2 separate regions of the Sus scrofa genome follow, and region 1 is linked to region 2. The links are chromatin contacts, called in public Hi-C maps. All regions are on one chromosome and are shown on one strand. The core of a region is the stretch at or near the end of the contact, and the rest is flanking DNA. Distances in the headings are between cores, read along the strand shown. Region 1 has its middle 290 kb from the start of GATA6. Region 2 has its middle 100 kb from the start of GATA6.

What was found. A called contact is a pair of places that touch in the nucleus more often than the background predicts.
Region 1: a Hi-C map of fetal heart ventricle shows a contact between it and region 2, with 7 times the contacts expected there. The contact joins two enhancer-like sites. A contact is called at or near these places in 2 of 47 Hi-C or Micro-C datasets (fetal heart ventricle and heart right ventricle).

The regions. Positions count from the first base shown.
Region 1 is chr6:107,575,620-107,578,319 of Sscrofa11.1, reverse strand. No RefSeq gene overlaps it. Among named protein-coding and RNA genes, the nearest start is that of GATA6, 290 kb to the right of the region's middle. Within about 2 kb of position 1,274, at least 21 of the 83 cell types and tissues checked have an H3K27ac peak or open chromatin away from gene starts, as enhancers often do.
Region 2 is chr6:107,385,546-107,388,245 of Sscrofa11.1, reverse strand. No RefSeq gene overlaps it. Among named protein-coding and RNA genes, the nearest start is that of GATA6, 100 kb to the right of the region's middle. Within about 2 kb of position 1,400, at least 7 of the 83 cell types and tissues checked have an H3K27ac peak or open chromatin away from gene starts, as enhancers often do.

The DNA of each region.
Region 1 (2,700 bases), core at 25-2,524, 190 kb before region 2:
TCTGGTCCAAAATGTCAATACTACATAAATTGAAAACTCTGGCATAGAGGAGTGAGTTTCCTCCTTTGCCAATAATGGGAAAGATTCTAGAGGCCTCTCACAGGGATCTGCAGAGGCCCCAGGGCATGTACCCTTCATAAGACTATTCCCCTGTGGACATAAAATGTATTTTTGTTCTTCAGGAAAACTGAAGCAGTTGCAAATGCCTTGATGAGTTAGGGGACTATCCTGAAATTCAAGGTCACAGGCAAGGAAGTTCTTCTGGGGACAGTGGTGCTGGTGTGTGGATCCAGGTAGCCCTTTGCCCCTGCTCTGCTGCCTTTCACAGCTGGGGGCAGACTGAGACAGAAGTTGTCCTGGAGACAGAAATCACCTGATAAGGTGTCCTGGTGGGTCCTTACTGATCCAGCAGCACAGCATGACTAACAATGAAGCTCAAATCTATACTTTCTGATAGCCCTGCTGCAGACTAAAAACCATTTCAGCTAATTTCAGAATCCATGATATATTTGTGAGTGTGTATGCATGTAATATGTGTTGAGTTTTTTTGTTTGTTTGTTTGCTTTTTAGGGCTGCACCCATGACATATGGAAGTTCCCACGCTAGGGGTTGAATTGGAGCTACGGCTGCTGGCCTATGCCACAGCCACAGCAACAGGGATCTGAGCCATGTCTTGGACCTATACTACAGCTCACGGCAATGCTGGACCCCTAACCCACTGAGCGAGGCCAGGGATCAAACCCATAACCTCATGGATCCTAGTCAGGTTAACCGCTGGGCCACATAGGGAACTCCCGAGAGGCATCTTTATGTATCTAACGATGCTTTAATTAAGCTGATATTCAAATTAGCTTAAATCCTCAGCGTCCCTGGGAGATGCAGCTTATGGAGCAGCAGATGATGGGGGAAAGACAGTCCATGATTAAAACGTCACATGGGATAAATGCCAAAGCAGAGGTCCCACCCTGGGAGAGTTATGAATTGACTGCACCCCTTCTCATCTCCACCCCCTCAATCATTGCTGATGGGCAGAGGGAAACCATTTTCTGCCATCTGGTTTTTGCAAAAGTCAGGCAGTAAGCTCCCTGGGACAGGGATCTTATCTTGTGTAGTTCAAGAATGAGCACATGGCTGTGTACACTCCACAAGCCCTATTAGTACTGAACGCAATCATAAAAATAGCCCAAACGTGGAGATGTGATAACGCCCCACAGTCAGCCTTAGTCATCGTGTCCGAAGGGCAGTGGGTTCCCCAGGCTGGTGCCTTACGTCCTACAGACAAGCACCTTGGCTGATAAGGCGGCGGCCTATTGTAAGACTCACACAGTAGTTCCCAGGATCCTGGAAAAACAGCAGTTCAATCACAACTTTTTTTCCCCTGGTGTTTGACTTTGGCACCGAGTTCTTTTCAAATGAGAACTATGCCAAACATCTTGTCCTAACCCTTCTACTCAGCAAGTATGCGAACAAGCTCTCTGTAGCATGCCAGGCACAGGGTGTGTGTGCAGGGGGAGTTCTGGTGGGAGGCTGCGAGGAGCAGAATGCTTTCTCTGTGGGCAGGAACCGGCTCTGGGCAGCATCTAGAAGCAGGGCAGAATGATCAGTGCCCAGGGCACAGTGAGGCCTGCCCAGCTCAGGCAGCACTGGATGGAGGGTCTGTGCCTCCAGGGCCCCAGGCCAGGCCTGCCTGTGATTTTCGGGGTTGGCAGGCGCTGGTGTTTCCTCCCCCGAGAAAAGTGCGCAGACATTAGGGGAATGTCTCATTGTTGTGGCATCTGGATCTGAATTCTCCTCTGGGACCAGCTAGGAAATAGCTGGAGCCCACAGGAGAAAGCTCACGTATGGAGGGTGTGTTTGCCTATAAATATTCGAATGTGTGTGCAGTCACACATTTGCAGGGTGCTAGGATGGCTATGGGATGGACACAGCGGTCTGTGTCTGGAGGAAGATCTTGCACACTGGATGTCCTAAGGAAGAAGTCCTCCTCCCGAGCAGGTAAATCCTTTCCCTCCTGGGCTCAGGGGGAAGCTGGGCCTGCACCAGGACAGAGAGAAGCTTCCCCAGCACCAGCCATCCCAGTTCCCAGCCAGCTTCTGGGGCTCCAACCCTCTGCACCAAGACCGTCCATCTCCCACTGCAGGAAAGGCATCGTTCTTCATTCCCAGGGCAAATTGTTCCTAGGAAAGAGCAGAATCTTAGAAGGAAATCACATCATCGCGAGGGGAGAGCCAGTTCCTTTGTACTATTTTTCAGGGCTGCCTTTGGAGCCAATAATCTGTCATTCCTTGAATAAACAAGCACCTTATCATATCACAAACATTTATTTAACCCTTTTCTCCTGCACTTTTACCAGCAGGGAGAAGGAAAGCGGTTAGCAGGGCGGCCGGAGCCCTGTGGCAGAAATGCCAAATTCCCTGAACGTTACACCCAATCTGTAAAGTGTCAGCCAGCCCTTCTCTCTGTCTTCATAAAACGCTGGAGCCGGTCACCCAGACTCACGGTCCGCATTCCCACTACTCTTCCCATCCCCCCCCCAACCCCTGTCCATTAATACCCCTCACCCTTTTGCAGACAGGCCCTTAATTCCATCCAAATGGAGTCTGGACTAATTTGTTAGGTTCTTTAGGGGGTTGGTGAGGGAAATAGAAGCGGGGGCCTGGGGGGAGCAGGCAAGGGAGTATTTACATTTCTCCTTTGCAT
Region 2 (2,700 bases), core at 151-2,650:
ATCCATCACGAGTAGAGAAATGTCTACGAAATCCTTCATGTAAAGTCGAACATCTGTCGAACTGGCCTCCTTTTTCTGCAGCACGTAGGGCTTTAGCCCCCATGGATGTTGGCACAGGGCGATCAGCTTGCCAGGAGAGTGAGGCTTGCACCCGTGCCCTGGAACATCTCTGAAATTCCTGTCTCCGTGTGTAATGTTTGGACCGTCTCTGAGCACCATCAGCCGGCCTGTACTACATCCTTGACACGTCTGCAGACACTCTGAGGGAGGTGGGGTTGAGAGAAAGAAGTAAAGCCCAGAAACAATTGAGCCCTAATAGTTCCAGCTCTACACAAGTGCTATTTTGGTATCTGGCCTTGTACCTGACAAATGAATGGGAATTCTGAGTGGAAACATAGATGTCCATTAGTAGGAGAAATCAAGGAAGGGGCGGGCCCCTCGTAACACCCTCTTCATTCTCAGCTGCTCTTTCATCTGACCTTGTTCCCTCAGAGGACAGGGAACACGCCAAGGTCTTCTTCCAATGTCTACACCCAACTGCCACTTTCGTTTAGCTGTCCTTAAAACGTCCTATGAGAAAACAGAAGCCATATCATGAGAGCACACCCGCTAAAGCCTACAAAATACACCCGTGTACTGTGGTTTATGTACATGCTTCTCACAGCAAAACCAGGGACGTCAGCAGGGCCGATATCACTGTGCGCATCTTACAGATGAGGAAACTGAGGCAGCAGGAGCTCAGGCAATTAGCCAAGGTCACGGAATCGGAAAAAGCAAAACTCAAATCTAGGATCCCATTCATCTGAATCCAAGTCCACAGCTCTTTTATCTCACCATGTATTTTTTTTTAAATCACAGCCATCCGTGCTAGAAAAAAAAATACATAGAAAACATCTGGGAAAGTACCAGGACAGGGCGCTAAAGTGAGGACGCGCATTCCCCCTGGAGACCCCCCAGGTGGCAGCCCTATACATGGGTGTCTTCACCTGAGTCGCCGGGCCTGCCCACCTGCCCCCGCCTGTGGTTCCCCTGCCCTCTGCTCTGGCGGCCACTCTGCTCCACAGGCCCGCCGGTGTCAGGAGCACCCCCCGCCCCCCTCCCCGGAGCTGCAGCTGGGGTCCCCGCCTTGTCCTAGAGGGCCACTGGCCACATCCTGCCTGCCCTGAGCCCCGCCAAGACCGAAAGGCACAGTCCAGATGATATTCGTCATCTTCGGGCTCCTCACACGAGAAGGTAAATATCCTCTTCCCCAGTTTACGAAAGAGCAAACTGAGGCTGAGAGATAGGAATCCTGATTGAGCCCAAGGTCACGTGGCCAGTTCGCAGCAGAGCCGGGAACCGCACGCCCACAATGGCCGCCCTTTGCTTATCTCCTGTGAGCACCCGCGCTCGCGCAGGCCCAGTGCAGCTTAGCAGGGACCCCGAGGCACTGCCCAGGCGTGGGGAACCGGCCTGGGAAAGGGGCCCAGCTTTCCTGGCTTCCAGTCTGGGACTCGAGCCATGGGACCACGCCACTGTCCCTCGGTAAATCAATCTGGAATTGGACGCTGAGTCCCATTAGAATGAGGCAGTCAGGTGTGAGGGTATTTTCCAGATGACAATTAGGGAAAAGAGAAAAAAAAAAAAAATGGAGTTCAGGTTAACGCAGAGATCTATGGCCCAAAATACCAAAAGGGAAAGTACGGTAATTCACAGAGGGCTTAAAAAGAAAACAAAGGAGGGAAAATTGAAACAAAAGCTATCTCATTGACGATCTGCCATTTCCTTTTTTCCAGTTGCTTTTTTTTTTTCCGTCTTGGGAAACTGGCATCTGTCTCTCCCCTCACCAAACACATAACATGTAAAGACAAGGGCTTGAATAGCTGGTCTAATGAGGCATTAATAGAATGTGACTGCAGAGCCCAGGTATCCAGGTCCCCTGAAGGACACCAGGCCTCTGTCCCCTGAAGGACACCAGGCCTCTGTCCATAGCCAAGCAAAGTGTTCCACCTGCTTGGGAAGCTATTTATTGACACTCAGAGGTTTAGACAAGGCCATGGGTTTTTAAATAGGCCACTTTCCTGAATTTTATTGCTTGGTTCCATAGTGTTTAGCTGAAAATAATTAACTTTTCACAGTGTTACTTATACTGAGCTTCCGTTTAGCAAGAGCAAGTTTTTAAAAGAGAGCTGAGAGCTTAGCAGAAAAACAAACAAATATGTAAAGAATCCAAAAAAAAAAGGAAAATCCACCACTGGGCTGGTCACCTTTTAGTTTTTTTAATTTGAAAGAATTACTAAATGTTCTCGAAGTTGCTAAACCAAGTAAGTTTACTACTTAAAAGCCTTGTGATAATGGCATGGCTCCACTGTGTCACCAAATGAACACAGATGGTTCATGGCTTCCTTCCTAATGGCTGGAGCTAAAGGGGGCACACCTTTGCAGGCTGCTCTGGCTGGTTCATTTCATCTAATTTTACTCTGCTGGTTGGGGGTATGGGAGTGGCAGGATTTCTAGGAACAGCCTCCAAGATTCCACACCCAAATGCCCAGAACCTGAGAATGTGTTGAATGATCACATCATGTTATATTACATGGCACCTTGACCTCAAGAGGGGGAGATAATCCAGGCTGGTCTAACCTAGTCACATGGGCCTATGAAAGCAATGAATTTTCTCCAACTGGTGACAAAAGATGATGATAGGAAAAGGCAGAGGGATTA